2 separate regions of the Oryctolagus cuniculus genome follow, and region 2 is linked to region 1. The links are chromatin contacts, called in public Micro-C maps. All regions are on one chromosome and are shown on one strand. Each heading gives the region's core, a stretch centred on a gene start, on an enhancer-like site or on the middle of the called end of the contact. The rest is flanking DNA. Distances are from core to core; before and after follow the strand shown. Region 1 holds the start of ABCC1 (ATP binding cassette subfamily C member 1 (ABCC1 blood group)). Region 2 overlaps ABCC1 (ATP binding cassette subfamily C member 1 (ABCC1 blood group)).

The links. A called contact is a pair of places that touch in the nucleus more often than the background predicts.
Region 2: a Micro-C map of ear pinna shows a contact between it and region 1, with 2.2 times the contacts expected there. The contact joins the enhancer-like site here to the promoter of ABCC1 in region 1. A contact is called at or near these places in 3 of 6 Hi-C or Micro-C datasets (ear pinna, psoas muscle and an unstated tissue).

What each region holds. Positions count from the first base shown.
Region 1 is chr19:19,230,877-19,233,576 of mOryCun1.1, forward strand. It overlaps ABCC1 (ATP binding cassette subfamily C member 1 (ABCC1 blood group)), which reads left to right and starts at 1,359. Exons shown (of 31, transcript XM_051847486.2): 1 at 1,359-1,545. The coding sequence starts at 1,498. It overlaps LOC103348573 (a long non-coding RNA gene), which reads right to left and starts at 1,284. Exons shown (of 4, transcript XR_011384670.1): 1 at 1,072-1,284.
Region 2 is chr19:19,284,508-19,287,207 of mOryCun1.1, forward strand. All of the region lies in intron 5 of ABCC1 (ATP binding cassette subfamily C member 1 (ABCC1 blood group)), which reads left to right. Among named protein-coding and RNA genes, the nearest start is that of ABCC1, 54 kb to the left of the region's middle. Within about 2 kb of position 1,399, at least 4 of the 8 cell types and tissues checked have an H3K27ac peak or open chromatin away from gene starts, as enhancers often do. A contact at or near this core is called in ear pinna, where this site is marked.

The sequences.
Region 1 (2,700 bases), core at 109-2,608:
TTATCAGCTGCCCCATCTGCCTTTCTCTCTGGATTCCTGCCACCTGGGCCATCTTCAATACACTCCAAGGACTCTCTTGGAGAGTCCCACCTCTTTAAGTTCTATAAGAACAACAATTTTGTCTTGCTGCTGGCAAGACCCTGACATATACTCAGTAAATACCTGTTGAATGTATACATGCGAAGCCCACTCAGCCTTAGGGGGACCTGGGCCAAGGAGACAAAACCACAGAAAATAGTAGCCCTGCGTGAGAGAGACTCGGATGCAGACCCTGGCCCCGTTTTTGTGTGGGGCACCAGACATCAGGCAGGGGATTGAGGAAGAGGGGAGGCAGGGAAGCAGGGGTCGGGGCAGGGCAGCCCCACCATTTGGCCTGGTCCGGGCAAGGTGGACTCGAAATTCAATACACCTGCAGCGGGCTGTTCTAAGTTGATCATTTTGTATGGCCTGGGAATAAAGTTATAAATATTCCAGATGGCCCTGGGAGACGCTCAGGACTCGGCCCCAGGCCTGGGTGTGTCTCTGGCTGCCTGTGTACTGAACAATCCTGACGCAATGACATAGGGGCATTGGCGTCACGGCTTCCTGAGACCCCCTCCCCATGCAGCTTCCCTGGGTTCAAAGTCTGGCTCAGCCCCCTTCATCTAACCAAGCTCCGACAAACGGCTCTGCCTCTCCAAGCCTTACAGTGTATCCGCCACGTGGGGATAACACCCTCACTTACCTGGGGGGGAGGGGGGAGCGCCGTGAGGAACCACACCCTTCTGCTCCTTTATTGCTGAGCTGAGGATCAACAACCAGCCCCTTCCCCCGTGGTGCTCAAAGAGGGCCCAGGAGCGGCGCAGGTGCTCTGAGCACAGGTGGGGTCAGCAGGTGTTTGGAGTGGCTTCGGGCAGAATCCTGTGTGACCTTGGCCACGTGGCTTCACCTCTCTGAGCCTCAGTGCCTCCCTGTGCAGCGCGTACACGAGTGAGAGCCTCCCCACTTCTCTGCCACGTTTGGGTACAAATCCCAGCCTCCCCGCAGTTGCCGGCCGGGAGACCCCCCCCACCCCCAGGAAAGGCGCTGCACCTGCTTCGCTTCCATCGGGGTGAGCGGCGAGGGTCAGCCCGCGACGCACGCGGCGCTTGGCACACGCTCCCAGAGGGTCTTTTCTCTGCTGGGCACGCACGGTGGGAGCCAGACAGGACTCCCAGCCCCCGGGGGACACGTAGATCCCAGCCGCCCCAGCGCGCCGGGCAGCGCCAAGGGTCCCGGCGCCGTCCGCGCTGCCCACGCCGGGCCGCGTGAGGTGAGCCGGGCGCCCGGGCGGGGCGGGGCGGGGCGGGGCCGCCGCATCCCCGTGACGCGCGGGCCAACCAGGCGGCGTTGCGGCTCCGGCTCCCTCCGCCGCCGCTGCCGCCCGCCTTCCCGCCGCCGCCAGCAGCAGCAGCAGCCGGGCCCGTCCGCCCGCCGCCCCGAGCCCGCCGCCTGCCGCCCGCCGCCCGCGCCGGCCGCATGGCGCTCCAGAGCTTCTGCAGCGCCGAGGGCTCGGACCCCTTCTGGGTACGTGCTGGGCGGCCGCGTGGGGCCGGCGGGCGGAGGGAGGCCGGCGGGCTGCGAGCGAGGCCGGCTGGCGAGGGGAAGCGCCGGGCCCGCGCCCTGCAGCCGGCCTGGGGGGCCCGGGCCCCTTCGGGGGCCGGGGACGGGGGGGAAACTTGGGCGACTCGGTTGCCAGGAAGCAGGGCTGGCGGGGTGGGGGTGCGGGCAGGCGTGAGCCCTATTTGGGGGGCAGGGCCTGGGCGGGAAGGAGGCTTGTGTGTTTTGGGGTTCCCTTCCAGGAGACTAGGGGTTACAAAGTCACCTTCCCAGGACGTGGTGGGGGGGACTCTGGAGACGGGGCAGTTAAAGGAGGTGTCCCCTGGCTCTGCTCGCCCATCTCTTTTGTGGGTGAGGGTCTCCCCTTTGAGCAGAATACCCCGGGGTGAGCCAGGCCGGGACGGTAGACAAGGACTTCCCACCGAGCGGGCTGGGGCTTGGCCTGTCACCCCCGGGTTTGACATCGCCCTGCTCCCCTGTGGTTTCATGTTGTCATCGTTTCTTTTCTGTCTCTGCTTACATACTGCCCGGGGAAGTTCAGGGCAGCAGGGGAAAAGGTGAGGGAAGAAGTGGGCTGCCTCGGGGTCAGGGTGCAGCCAGGGGGAGCCCGGCACGCGCCGCCCAGCCCTCTGGGCTTGACTCCCCCCAGGCGGGTTTCTCTGAGACCGGAGGCGCCGGGTCCTCTCAGTCCACTTGCTGTGGCTCGAGCCCCAGCGCTTGGAGCTTCCGTGTCCCTCTAATGCGATTTATTCCTCTGCTCCAGGAGGGGGCACTTGGGGCGTCAGGCTGTCTCGATTGTTGGTAAACACAGCAGGCCAAATCTGAACTTGGTCGTTTGTCTCCTTTTGCTTAGGAACCAGGGAGAACACGCTTGGCTCTTAGGAGTGGGTGGTTGGCACCCAGAAGTACCCTTTCCCCGCAGGCTGCGGGGGGTGGGCCAGGGTGCTCTCAGGACCTTGCTGGCAGGCTGTGTGTTTTTTTTGTTTTTTTTTTTTTGGGGGGGGGGGTGTCGTTTGGGCTGAGGCAGCTGCATGCCCTTGGCCACATCTGTTGTCCTGAAGGTAGCCAGGTTGCAGTTTGCTGCGGGGTTGGGAGCCAGCCGCATGCTGGTTTCGGGTTCCC
Region 2 (2,700 bases), core at 149-2,648, 54 kb after region 1:
CGGGACTGCCCTGCTGTGGTGTCCAGGGGTGCATGCTGGCCCTTGGTGGGAGTCTCACCCAGAGCTGATGTGTGGCCCCAGCTTCCCCACAGCATGGCAGCTGGCGTCCTAGAGTGAGCGTTCCGAGGGAGAGACAGCACCAGGCGGAAGCTGCACCACTTGTTTATTTTCCAGAGACAGAGGTGGACAGGTGGACAAGAGTGAGCTGCCGTCCCCTGGTTCTTCCCCACAAATGCTTGTAACCACTGGGGCTGAGCCAGGCACCCCAGTATGGGATGTGGGTATCTTAGCCAGGAGCTCAACCGTCACAACAGACGCCCACTCCACTGTATGACTTCGTGACCGAGTTCCAGAAGTCGCACCGTGTCCCTGCAGCCACGCTCCGTGGTCAGGGCGGTCACACAGATCTGCCCGGTGTGATGGGGGAGGGGGAGACATAGACCCTGCCTCTAGAAGGGGGGCAGCCCGAGGTGGGTAGGTGGGGGGCAGTGGTAATGTTCTGGCCATCTTTGGGAAATAGATCATTCGCGTGTACCTGCTCAGGGGCTTGGGTCCCATTGGGAAACAGCCGCTAACCAAGCCGGCAGAGGAATAACCACACAGCTGCCGTGGGGATGCAGGCGGGGCAGGTGGGATCAGGTAAGGCGAGGTCAGCTAGATTGATGATTTGGGGCAAGTTGTTCTTCCTTTGGTGAAGCTCGGTGTCTGCTTCCTGAACGTGGGCTGCAGCTTTATTTGCTGTTGGCTGCACTGCATCTCCTGGCCCGGCCCAGAGGCCTGTGACTTGCCGAGGGGGTGCTGCGATGGGTATCTGTCACGCTCAGGGCTCAAGTCCCAGGGGAGCCCGGAAGGTTAGGGGTGTCCGGCTCCTGCTGCTGTCCCATCGGGCAGTCAGGTGGCGCCTGACCTCCGAGCGAGTGGTTGGCCTGGGCCTGGCGTGGCAGGGTCAGGTGGGGCCGCTGCCCTGTGCTGAGTCACCAAGTGGGCTGGCCGCCCCCGCTGGCCCTGCACCCACTGCGTGACTCAGACGGCTATTCTGGGCCTGGCCTGGCGTCTGGGTGGGGCTCCTCCCATCTGTCCTTCGGGGAGCCAGGCTATGGCTGGCTACGCCTCCCGGGGCTTTCCTGGGGCTCCTGTCAGCCCCAGCCTCCCATCCCTTTCTCTGGCCGATGCTGAGGCTGCTCCTCCTCCGAGGAGGTCGATGGATCAGGGGCACAGAGGCCACGTGAGGTCACTTGGTAGGTCCCTGCCATTCCAGGAGGTGTCCTTGGGCTAGCAGCGTGGGCTGGGCATCCCCCAGGGACTTGTTAGAAATGCAGCATCTTGGGCCCCACCTCAGACCTGCGGATACCCCTCCACCCCCGCCCCTGCAGATTCATGGTTCAAAACACTGATTGATTCAGTAGAAGCTGCTCAGCTCCTTGGCGTAAGAGGGGTTTTCCCACGAAAATCCAACACAGTAAGTCCTTGCAGCCTCAGTTAGCGCTGGTTCTGACCCACATCTGTCCGACGGGCCACCTGGCTAGTCTGACGTCTGAAACTTAGGCTGGGAAACGTGCTAGTGCCCTTCACCTCCTAAGTCGTGAGCCAGACTTCAGTGTCTCTCTACATCCTGTCTTTTCCCCTTACAACAAAAGGTCCATCCAGCGGCATTCCTGACCTCAGGTTACAGTGTGATGGGCTTTGATCTGTGACTCCCTAAAACCTCTGCCGGGATACAGAGCCTTACGGGGAAGGGAGGAAGTTCCCCGGGGTCTGTTCTCGGTTCCCCCTCCTCGGCTCACCCCCCACACCCTGCCCACAGAGAGCCTGGTCTTGGACCATGATTCAGGCTCCTCCCTGATCGTTCCTCCTCTCATTCATGGAGAATTCAAGGTCTTGCCAGGGGCTGAGCTGAGCTAGAGGTGAGGGACCTGGACCCTTGCCCTTGAGAGATGGGGAGGGGTGGGTGGCAGGCAGATAAGCGAACAAGTGCTGGAGGAGGCTGTGAAGGGGCTGAGCACTGGGGGGCCGTGGTGGCCAGCCTCCGGCCTGGTCCTCCGCTCAGCCTGGGGCTCCAGATGAGGAGGGAGAGACCAGGGTGGGGGGGAGGGCAGGAGGGTGCTCCTGGTTGAGGATCTGGCACGGACAAAGGCCCAGCAACAGGGTGGGACTTGGGGGAGCATGGGGGAACATGTCAGATTCTGCTGGACGGCCCAGGCATAAGTGGCAGGGTTGGGACAAGCCCGGGGGCCGAGGGTGAGCGGTCTGGGGAGAACAGTGCGTTGTTGTCATGTTTGGGGATGGGAACGCCCACCTGGCTGTGGTGGGAGCTGGTGAGAGATGGTGGGACACCGTGACACCCATGCCGTGGGCTGTGTGTTGGCGACTTCCTCGGGCCAGTTTGGTGGCCCTGAGAAAGCTGTGCAGGAACCCAGGCAGACTAGGACTCTGACTCTGTGCATAGCAAGAGGAAACGGACAGGTGCGTGGGAACAGGTTCGGGGTGTGTGCTGCAGCCCTGGGCGGGGAGGTGCCGTGCTCAGCTGGCTACCGACAGAGCAGGCTCTGGTGTTTCAGGGGCATCTGCTTGTTCTGGCCGCCCTGCCCAGTGCCGAGGATAGCAGGGCAGCAGCTCTGTGCCCCTGGCTTCTGTAGCCATTTATCTGATCCTCGCAGCAACCAGGTGAGGCAGGTGGCCAGGGCCCCCACCCCCGGGGAG